Linked DNA regions of Mus musculus: region 1 is linked to region 2. Evidence: chromatin contacts called from public Hi-C data. All regions are on one chromosome and are shown on one strand. Each heading gives the region's core, a stretch centred on a gene start, on an enhancer-like site or on the middle of the called end of the contact. The rest is flanking DNA. Distances are from core to core; before and after follow the strand shown. Region 1 has its middle 52 kb from the start of Gm39601. Region 2 has its middle 260 kb from the start of Gm39601.

The links. Hi-C and Micro-C count contacts between places; a contact is called where the count stands out from the background.
Region 1: a Hi-C map of uterus shows a contact between it and region 2, with 4 times the contacts expected there. The contact joins two enhancer-like sites. A contact is called at or near these places in 3 of 484 Hi-C or Micro-C datasets (all in uterus) and 1 of 115 datasets of contacts at active chromatin or transcription factors (embryonic basal ganglia).

What each region holds. Positions count from the first base shown.
Region 1 is chr11:19,667,401-19,673,119 of GRCm38.p6, reverse strand. No RefSeq gene overlaps it. Among named protein-coding and RNA genes, the nearest start is that of Gm39601, 52 kb to the right of the region's middle. Within about 2 kb of position 1,824, at least 13 of the 459 cell types and tissues checked have an H3K27ac peak or open chromatin away from gene starts, as enhancers often do. A contact at or near this core is called in uterus, where this site is marked.
Region 2 is chr11:19,353,002-19,358,825 of GRCm38.p6, reverse strand. It overlaps the pseudogene Gm12026. Among named protein-coding and RNA genes, the nearest start is that of Gm39601, 260 kb to the left of the region's middle. Within about 2 kb of position 2,540, at least 7 of the 459 cell types and tissues checked have an H3K27ac peak or open chromatin away from gene starts, as enhancers often do. A contact at or near this core is called in uterus, where this site is marked.

The DNA of each region.
Region 1 (5,719 bases), core at 575-3,074, 320 kb before region 2:
GCACCTCTGATTGGAAGTTATATAAATCTTTGATTAATTTTAAAAAATGGGCAAATGAGGTAATTGTTACTTCATAAATCTGGCTTAATGAAGAAAATGTTTCTAATTTAGGCACTCACAAAATGAAATGTTAAAAGAGCGGCTTGTGATGAAGAGCGTGGCAGTCTCCTGCCTCCCCTAGTGATGGGATGTGTACTGCTGGGGACTGCCTCTTGCTCCCAGAGCTGCTGGGCCAGGGTTAGGCAGGCAACAAAGGCTTTGGACTCCTTCCCCTTTCTTTATACTCTCCAGAGAGATAAACTAACTGGTCATTACTGGAAGGCAGTGTTTAGGAAAATTCATATCCCAAATATGTATTTAAAAAAACTTTCTATTTCTCTTAAAATTTATTATTATTATTTTTTGAAACAGGGTCTCACTATGTAGCCCAGGCTAGCCTATAACTTACTATGTAGACTAGTGGTTCTCAACCTTCCTAATGTTGCAACCTTTTAATACAGTTCCTCATGTTGTGGTGACCCCTAACCATAAAATTACTTTTATTGCTACTTCATAACTGTAATTTTGTTGTTGTTATGAATTGTAATGTAAATATCCAATATGCAGGATATCTGATATGTGACTTCCAAAGGAGTCCGGACCCACAGGTTGAGAACAATTGATATAGACCCATTTGGCCTCAAACTCAGAGGTTCATCTGTCTCTGCCTCCTAACTGCTAATTAAAGGTGTGTGCAATCATGTCCAGCACAACTCTTTATTCTTTGGTTGTGAGTCTTAGCCTTTAACAATGTGTGTGTGTGTGTGTTTGTGTGTATGTGTGTGTGTGTGAGAGAGAGAGAGATATTTCCAGCCATTATCTTTTTATTCTCTCTCTATTTTTTATTTTTTTGTGTGTCTGTGAACATACTGTTGTGAATAATGAAGTCATCGAGTTAAATAATGTAACTTTATTCTCAACATTTAGCTCATCAGAATCTCTAACATAATGTGAGACACAGTTATTCCTGGTTCTAATTTGAATGGCCTGGGTGGAGTCTAGGAGGGCTAGTGCTTCCTGGCTCGCCTGGTGTGTCTTTGGTGCAGCTTGAATTAAGAATTCATCAGCAGACAACAGCATTCAAATGCCTGCAGAACTTCACTATGCACTGGTTCTTGTGTCTACCATGGAGTTTTGGATTTAATTTACCTAGAGCTCAGCAGCCTTAGCTTTGGGCGAAGGCAGGGGTAAGTGGGGGCGTGGCTCTGAGGAGCTATTAGGAGCCATGCGCCTATATTGTGATATTCACCTGCCTCTACGTCAATAACTTTAGAGTTTATCGGGCAGAGTTACTCTAAATTGCGAGAACACCGATTCTAGTGACAGAAGGAAAAACCCCCTTCAGGGTGCAGGGACAGTAATGTTACAAGATTAGTAATTATAAAGAAAAGCGATGTTTTTCATTGTTGACAAAGGATGAGACCAGCAAGGGGATAGTACTTATTGTGACAGCCTTGTCTTCCCAAGTGACAGAAGATTCGTGAACAGTAGGGAGCTGCCTTTTTGGGGTACAAACAATCCAGTGTAATTGGCACCAACGCTGACAGCCCTGTAGGTTTCCAATTTTACTTTAAAAGGCTGAACCTTTGCCAAGATCTAAGGTCTTCCTCCGATTGGGAGAGCTGAGCTCCCCAGGGTAACCGTTGTGAGGAGCCTGATGCTAGGTCTATAGAGGTCTCCCCCTAGAAGAGGCATCGGGGAAACAGCCCCTGGGCCTGGAATGTTCAGTCTCAGCCACAGTTGGCTTTCTGCTTCTCCACAGAAGCCACTTGGGAGCAGTGTGGCTTTGCTTGTGAGGAAGGCCGCACAGGGAGCCTTCCCGGAACCCACGGCACAGCCGGGGAACCTGGAGTCCCCTGTGATGACAAGTGAAATATTTCACAGAATATAAATCTTTCATCTTGCAAATGTTCCTTTGGTGAGAAATCAGACAGTGGGTAAGGAGTGGGCAGAGTCCTTCCCGGTGAATAAAACGAAAAGGGACGCTTCCTGCCTTTGTTCTGTGACTTGTTAGTGCCAAGTTGTGCTAAAGGAGATTTTTCTGCTTGAGATGGGTTCATTGCCCACAACAGACCCTTTAGCTCACTGACACTATGCATGTGTGGAGCTGGAGCGGAGAGGGGGGAGAGGAGAGAGAGAGAGAGAGAGAGAGAGAGAGAGAGAGAGAGAGAGAGAGAGAGAGAGAGAGAGAGAGAGAGCGCCAGCGAGCCCAGGCCTTCTGGTAAAGGTTAAACAGGAGCATGTGACTTGTATCCTCTCAGTCTTGCTTTCACAAGCACTTAAATAGAGTTGATCTGGGTCTTTGACTTAGGTCCTTAACTATTTATGCAGCTTGCCTCCCAGAAGTCCCATCTAAAGCATCGCTTTATAAAGTTATCATGAGATATCTGTGAGAGGTTATTAGTACTGTGTCCACATTTCTGGGCTCTCGCTGGTTTGTAAGGTCTTTGGGGGTCATTAGAAAGGGAAGAAGAAAGGGAACAGGAAGCTGGGGATGGAAGTCTGGGATGATGGGGCAGGGGTGCAGGGAAGAGGGGCGAGAGAGGATCAGAAGGATCTCCCCCAAACTGTCCTGGCGAGAGGAAGCTGGGTTAAAGAATGGATGCGATCAGCAGAGAAGGTGTCTAGGTTCCTATGAGCTGATGCTCATGGGTAGCTTGGACCCAGCATACAAGCCTACTAGTCATTCTTGCTCTTTGAGTCTCTGAGGAGCAGACATCTGACTAATAAAGATTAGAAGTCAGCTAGTACCAGGCCAACAAGGAAGTGCTTCACTGTAGAGAAAATATACAGGGATACCATGAATGTTTGGGGACTTCACACAGAAAATGAAAGGGGAGTGGATCCCGGGCATCTACAAATGATCTATCTATGACAGAGAAAGTCCTTCAGGTGAGCAGCCCCGAGTAGGGTTGGAGCAGTGACCATGCTCATTGCTTGGTGGGATTTTTGGATTTTTTCTACTGAGGGTTGATATCTGGGAGAGTAAAATCTCTAGATTTGATTGTGCCAGTCATCTGACTGTGAAACCTGAAGGTTACAGACTTCTGCTCCTCAGCAAGGTGTGGGAGAGATGAAAAGCTCTTTCTCTGTTTCTTCCTCCTTGTTTTACACACTGATGCTGCATTTTCCCGTGGAATTCCCACCCACAGGACTACAGTTGCTTTTCCATTGCTGGGAGGGGACACCATGACCAAGGCAATTTAGAAAAGAAGGCGTTTAATTGGGGGTTTGCTTGCTGTTTCAGAGGGTGAGTCTAAGATCATCATGGTGGGGAACATGGCAGTAGGCAGGGCATGGGAGCAATTGAGAGCTGACATTTCATTGTACAAGCAGGAGAGTGGAGAGAGGGGGAAGGAGGCAGGGGTGGGAAGAGGAAGGAACAGAGAGAGGGAGAGGGAGAGGAAGTGAAAACTTGGCCTGCTACAGGTTTTTGAAATCTCAAAGGCCACCTCTAGATACATCTTCTTTCTTCTTCTTCTTCTTCTTCTTCTTCTTCTTCTTCTTCTTCTTCTTCTTCTTCTTCTTCTTCTTCTTCTTCTTCTTCTTCTTCTCCTCCTCCTCTTCTTCTTCTTCTTCTTCTTCTTCTTCTTCTTCTTCTTCTCTTCTTCTTCTTCTTCTTCTTCTTCTTCTTCTTCTTCTTCTTCTTCTTCTTCTTCTTCTTCTTCTTCTTCTTCTTCTTCTTCTCCTTCTCCTCCTTCTCCTTCTCCTTCTCCTTCTCCTCCTCCTCCTCCTCCTTCTCCTCCTCCCCCCTGTCCTCCCCACCCCCTCCTCCTCCTTCTCCTCCTCCCCCCTGTCCTCCCCACCCCCTCCTCCTCCTTCTTCTTCTTGTTTTTGAGACAAGGTTTCTCTGCATAGCCCTGGTTGTCCTGGAACTCACTTTGTAGACCAGGCTGGCCTCGAACTCAGAAATTTGCCTGCCTCTGTCTCCCGAGTGCTGGGATTAAAGGCGCGTGCCACCATACATCTTCAACAAGGTCAAACCTCCTTATCTTTCTCCAAATACTTCCACCAACTAGGTACCAAATATTCAAATCTATGAATATGTGGGGACTGTTCTCATCCAAATCACTACACATGGCTTTGGATCAACCTCCCCTTGAAAGGAAGGAAGGTAACATCACCTATAAACTGACAAACAATTGAGGATCAACCATCCTATTAAGCTGAAAGCCCTCACTCTCCATTTACCTTGAGAACTATGACAGTATTACCTGGCACCCTATAACAAGATCTTAAGTGGTGGTACCTGAATGATCATGTTCAATGGCAGAGCATCTTGGATGGTTAGTGTCTTCATCAGGGATACAGTTGTTGTGATGACCAGACTAGGACCAAGCAACTTGTGTAAGGAATGGCTTGTTGGTTTACACTTCCACAGCATCCACTGTTCATCACTGAAGGAAGTCAAGAAAGAAACTTAAGCAGGGCAGAAACCTGCCTGGAGGCAGTAGCTTATGTAGAGGCCTTTGAGGAGTGCTGCCTTCTGACTTGTTCTGCTGCCTTGATACAGAACCCAGGGCCACCAGCCCAGGGATGGCACTACCTTCAACAGGCTGCACCCTCCCCTAACAATCACTAATTGAGAAAATGTCATACAGGATTGCCTGCAGCCTGATGTTATGGAGGTGTTTTCTCATTTGGGGTTCCCTACTCTCCAGCGACTCTAGCTTATGTCAAGTTGACATAAAACTAGCCAGCACAGTTAGTCAAGGCATTGTATCAACTTGTCCTAGGGGACAGGTAAACAAATATCTATCCATCCTAGATTGGGCACTAATAACAGACCAAAGTCTTGCAAAGCGAGCCAATGAGTTTAACTGTGGTTATTTACAGAAGCACAGGTAAGGGGTTACTTGTAGAAGAATGGGCAGCTTACAAACAAGTATACCACTGAAGAACGTGCCTCTAGCCCTTGCAGCTGTTAAGTATTTACATAGCCTCAGGGAAGGGTAGGGTCTGGTGTGTCTGGTGAACTGCCTTTCAGGCCCTCTCAATGGTCCACATCTTGTGCATGTCTTGGGTGAGTTATCACAGATACTGAGAGTTCAGGAAGACAGCCTTGTCAAATGCCTACAGGACAGCGTTCTACCGCTTCACCTGTGCTTTCACCTCCTCTCTGCTTCCCTGTCTTAGTTATAGCCTGAAACTTAGAGGTGGCTGTGTAGATGTCCTGTTTATGGCTGAACATTCAATAGACACGTATTCTCATAACTTTGATAAGTTACAAGACTCTGCTGTCATTTCCAACCAACACAAGACAAGCATATCCCACTAAGGCTCCAGCAGCAGTAATCTATGGCCATAAACACAATTATTTAGAGGGCAGTTTGACATGATAGGTATCCATTTAACAAAACAATAGCCACCATATCTGGTTGCTGAGAGGACACAGACTAGGCAACTAATTCCCACATTCAGTACCTCTCTTTCAGGAGGGAATTGTACACAGGTTACTCTTGGGGCAGGGCTGGGCTAACTGTTCACCCTTGGATCTAACTTAGTCTTCACTTTGTTTTATCATATATGCCTTCCAGGAACTACTGTTCCAGCTTTAAAGACTGTCAGAGCTCACAGGCACCGAGTTTGGCTGTTGGTTGGTTTCTTCCCTAAGAACTCCATTTTGTCATACATTTTGTCACGTCTGCTTTCCAGGGATCCAGTCAGGTCTCTTTTGTTT
Region 2 (5,824 bases), core at 1,291-3,790:
GAGTCCTCCACAAGTTCATGTGTTGACGTGTTTGCCAGTTTCAGCTAGTAGCTATTTTGAGATATTGTAGATCTTTAGGAACACGTGGTGGCCAGGGTAGCTGAAGTGAGTTTCTTTACTTTTGATTCCTGGTAGAATGCTTGGTCAAAATGTGGACAAGCTATCAAACAGACCTGGCCTGCTCCTGTTACTATACCTTCCCTAGCATCATAGACTGATAGCCCCAGAAGGTATGAGTCAAAAAACCCTTTCTCCCTTAAGTTGCTTGTGTAAGGTATTTGATTACACTGATAAGAGAAGCTGATACAAGTGAATATTCCCCAATTTCTTGTGCTAGAAATGTAATCCCCAAATTCACTTGATAATGGTATTAGGATATAGGATCTTTAAGAAGAAAATTAGGTCCTAAAGAGCTCTCCCCTTGTGGATGGATTAAGTTGGAGATTGATGGATAATGGAAGGAGTGAGCTCTCTGACACACTAGCTGTGTCTTCTAATTGATGTTTTCTGTCATGTTCTGATGAGTTGGAGAAGTTACTTGCCATGCTAAGCAGTGTGTCAACATAGCTTCCAGAATATTAAAATGAACACAATCCCATTCTTCATAGATCCTCCAGTCTGTACTCATCTACAACAATAGGGAATGGATTAAGAATGGATCCATTAGGATACGCTGGCCTTACTTTCCTGGTAAGTGTAGCTTTATTCAGGGTAGAAGCTAGGTCTTACATTCTTCTGTATTTTTCTTTTTAAAATGTTATTCTTTTATTTTTTGAGCTTGTAGAGGAATTACATCATTTCTCCCTTCCCTTTCCTCCCATATACCCCTTCTTGCTTTCTTTTCAATTCATTGCCTCTTTTGTTTTCATTGTTGTTATATGCATATAGTATGTCCTATCTTGGGGAAGATTATTTCTCCCAATCTCAACCTTGCTTAGTTGCTTTGTGAGCTCCTCACTCCCCAGTCCACTCTGGTATGCTTGTTGTTGGCTTTGTTCAGCTCCAGCTTAGGTCATGTTAGTGAGACTCTATGGGCTTAGCTTCTGATAGGACTAGAGGACACAACCTCACAGCAAACTTCATGGTCTTCCTGTTATAGCCTTTCTGCCCCCTCTTCCACAATGTTCCCTGAGTCATAGGTTCAGGACTTGTTTTCTAGATGTATCCATTCAGACTTGGCCGCACACAGCTCTGCATTTTGATTAGTTGTGGTTTTCTGTAATGGGGTCCTTCTGTTACAAAAAGATATTTTCTTGGTGAGGAATGAGAACTATATTTCTCTGTGGGTATAAGGACAAATACTTAGAATATGGTTAGAGATTATGCTGGTTTGGAAAGTGGTGGGCTATAGATCCTACAGATCCTGAATTTTAATTTAAATACAAAACGTAATCATTTGACAAATATTTATTGATTGACAACAATATGGCAGACACTGAGTTTACAAAGGAGAATAATATTACTTCAGTCACTAAGGAAAGCTTACATCTTAGGAACTTAGTAGTGGTCTATACTTTGATCATATGGCAAAGAACAGGGAGTTCGGTATTATACTGATGAAATGTTTGCTAAGTGAGTGAAATATATGTTTGCAAACTGTAGCAGATAATAGCCATGTTACATGAAGGATGGCTATGGCAGAAACAATTATTTTCATGTGGAAGACATGCTTATATCTCACTCACTAGGGAACTCAAAACGACCCTATCATTTTAAGCTTAGGATGTCGTGGTAGTTACTGTGATTGACTTGAAAGGATTAAGTACCCAGGAGGAAAATCTCAGAGTTTCTGTGAGTGTGTTTCTAGAGAGCTTTATCTGACCATGGAGTTCACCTTGGCTGTGGATGGTACCGTGCCATAGGCTGGGGTTCCAGCCTAAGTCCCACTGAGAAAGTGAATGGAGTGTCAGTGTTTATCTCTCCTTCTTATTACTGATGATGCATGTGACCAGCTGCCTCATGCTTCTGCCACATCTCTGCCAAACAGCTAGCGAGTTTTACTGCCACGTTTTCCATGCCACAATGCAGTATACTCTTACACTGTGACCCCAAACAGAAGCTTTCTTCTTTAAGCAGCTTTTAAATCGGTATTTTGCCACAGTAATGAGAAAGTGTCTAATACAACAATTACAGTTGTGCCCAGGAGTGGTGCTGCTCCTGCTAAACCTGACCATGTGTTTCTAGGATTCTGGAATCTGTTTGAAGGAGGAACGGAGATAGTTTTGGAGCCGCAGGCTAGTGAAGATCTAGAATGTGGTGAGTACAGTCTAATGGGCTGTCCTAGTAAAACCTAAGAGGACTAGAGACTGAAAAACAGTATGGACAGTGGAGGCTGGTTCATGAGAGGGGAACGAGGACTCTGAGGAAGAGCATCAGAAATTCATCCTAGCAAAGAATCTAGTTACGTTTTTCTGCACATATACTGAAAATTTAAGGGAGGCTGAGTTCAAAGGTCATGGGCTAATTTGTTTGACAGAGGGATTTCCTCCACAGCTAAGCATTCAGATTGTGTCATGGCTATGACTCACCACTTTTATGCAGGTTTATGGGGAGAGAGTACAGACAATAAACAGAGGGACATGACAACACATGGGGCTTGCTGAGAAAAGATGCAGAAGTGAATTTAAAGTTTCTGACAGTGGATGCAGCCAAGATGGCTCAGTGCTCAGAGCACTTGCCACACAAGTGTGAGGGTCTGAGTGTGGATCCTCGGGACTCACTCAGTGCAGGGTGTGGTGGTGCATGTCTGTGACCCCATGGAAGATGAGAGGTGGGGACAGAAGAAGATCCAGAAGCTCAGAGAGCATGGCTTGTGCGGTAGCAAAAGAGAAAGCTCAGAGGTCAGATAGCATGGCTTGTGCCGCAGCAAAAGAGACTCTGTCTTGAACAAGAAAGAAAGTGAGGGTTGCTAGCTGAGGTTGACCTGACACTCAGACACACACAGACACACAGACACAGACACACACACACACACACACACACACACACACACACACAGAGTACATACTACACTTTCCTACACAAACATACATAGTACATACATACATACATACATAGTACACACATATACAAAGAGAAGCAGAAAAAGTTGCTGACAAGAGAAAGCAGCTGAGTTTGTCAAAGACACTGGTGTAATTTAAGAAGTAATCTTGCAGTGGGATAGTAGGAAAGTTTCCTGGAGAATAAGACCCCACACATAAAAAACTCTAGATTATCAAAATACAATGTATTTGAAGGGAGAGAGACTCCTCCAGACTGCCACTGGAAGACTCCCTGTTGTAAAACAACTGTAGAAAGAAATGTTGCTCTGGATTTGTCTACCAAAGTTTACATAAGCATAATAAATATTGTAGATGGGAACTGACTACATCTCAAGCTGGCAACATAATTTGGCAGTGACATCAATTGTTTGCAGGCATGCTAAATACAGGAGTTGGGGGATGGTTGTGGAAGCTTACATAAAGTTTCTAGACAGCCATTGAGGCCAAGCAATGTAGCAGGGTTGGAGTCACTGAAAGGAGACCCTGCGGAGGAAATCCTGAAGTTGAAATGAAGACCTCAGGATGTTGGAGATGCCAGGACTAAGGGAGGTTGACAGAACAAAGTTTGGTTGTGGAGTAGAGCCAGCTCAAGAGAGAACCGTTGTGCTATAGGAAGCAGAGCTGAATGGGCGGGGATTCCTAAACCCTTTGGAGCCCAGTTGTTTCCATCACAAGCCCCAAATGCCCAATGAGGTGCTTCAGGGTGTGCTGTGTTCTGTACTGGGTCTTGTTTCGCTCTGGTTCAATCATTCTCTGCTTTAGTCTTGCTTTTGTTAGTCTTGCTTCAATCTTTCCTTGTATAGTGTGTTTTTCTTCTGATTCCCATAACCTTGCCTTTTGAAATGAGAATGTTTATTCTGTGTTGTCGAAGATTGGAAAAAGAAACTCGTCGATTTGATTTTACAGAAGCTCACTGTAGGAGATATCCAAAGCTCTGCAGAGGTTCTGAGCTTTGGCTTTGCTTTGGAATGCTGAGACTTTGGTGACATTTAGAGATGGACTAAATGCCTTTTCATTATGAAATGCTCCGCGCTTTAGAAACTATGGTTGGAAGGTTGTGATTTAAAAGTGATTTGTTTGAGTGTCAGTTTGGAAAGGGGTGGGCTTGTGATGGTTGCTGTTGGTCATCAACCTGACAGGACTTAGAGGAACCTACAAGGCAATTTTCTGGGCGTGTGTATGAGGGTATTTCCAGAGAGATTTAACTGAATTTGGAAAACCCATCCTGAATGTGGCTAGCACCACCTCATTTGGGGTTCCAGACTAAATACAAAAAAGTAAGTGGAGAACACACACCTGTCTCCCACTCTGCATCCTAATTGCAAACACGATCTGACCAGTTGCCTAGAGTTTCTCTCACCACCACGTCTCTCCTGCCACACACTTTCAAACTGTGAGCCAAAATAAATCCTTTCTCCCTTAAAAACACTTTTGTTGGGCGTGTCGTCATAGCAACAAGAAAAGAAACCAATGTAAAGGAGCTTGCTGGTGCTTAATTGACACGCCCCCCCCCCCCTACTCATCTTTCCAACTTAAAACTCCAAGTATGAGTCGTCGGCTCAGTTTAATCTTATCACAGCAGAAGTCGGCTTTGCTTTTTCCTCACCAGCACCTTCCTTCAGAACACAGTAACTGAGGACCACGAGCTAATGCAGCATCCTTAATAACCCCGGTTATTGCCTTGATTGAGCTTTCCCTAATCAAAGCACAGCCCTCGTAGAAGGGAATTTCCAAAAAGCTGCCTGAGGCTGCTGATCAACAATTCATTTTTAGCATTTCTTTTTTAAATCACTGTAAGTTGTTGCACCTGGGTCACAGTGACAGCTGAATAAGGGGGCTGAGCAGTAATGTTCAGGGCACCAGGTTGGTAAGCCCCCTCCACCATGTATATGCATGAGCTCACCATTTGCATAGAGTGAAAAAGCACTGCTCCCATTAATCACCACATTCATCTTAATAATTAGTGGCAATAATGTTGAAGAGCGGTGGTCTCCACATCGATCTCTGAGGCACCATGGGCTATTTCTGTTGCAGATGAATGGTCATCAAGAGTGACAAGCTGATGCCTTCAGATCCACCACCCCAGTTCCCGGGCTTTACTGCCTGGCAGCTGGTCGGGAAGCCAGGGTGATCTATGGAGCTAATCCTGTCCCTCCAGGAAGACCAGTAAAAAGGAGTGCCATGACACTTGGGAGGGGGCTTCGGACAAAGTCCCTGACCAGCTTTAAGGGACCCTCACTTAGCCATACATATAGTAAACTAGCCATAACTGCAAAGCAAAAGGCTATTTGTCATAAAGATTACGGCTCCATGGTTAAGCACTTGAAAGCCTACCTCTTGCTCTCATATCTCCATAGAAGTTTGGCTTGGGGTCTGTAATTTGCCAATCCTTCTGGGTCAAAAAAAAAGCTGTTTCAGGTCAGAAATGTAATAGAATGTTTTAAGGCCTGTGGTACCCTGCCAGAAAAGACAGAGGTATTAATAATTTTCAAGAGTTTTAAAGAAAAGACCTATCAGATGGGGGGGGGGGGGAGTAAGTCACAAAAGAATCTGATGGAAGATTTGGTAAGAAACTAGAAAGGAGTTCATTAAAGAAGGAGATTAACCAGAGAACAGAAGGATAATAAAGAAGACAGCAAGTGGGAAGCCAGGGATGGAAGCAGGATAATGGAAGTTGAGCGCGATTGACAGGTAAGCACTAGCAGAGGGTGGAGACAAAAACATCTCCATCACTGACCCAGGAGGCCTGTGGTACCTTGCCAGAGAGGTTGTAGCGATGGAGA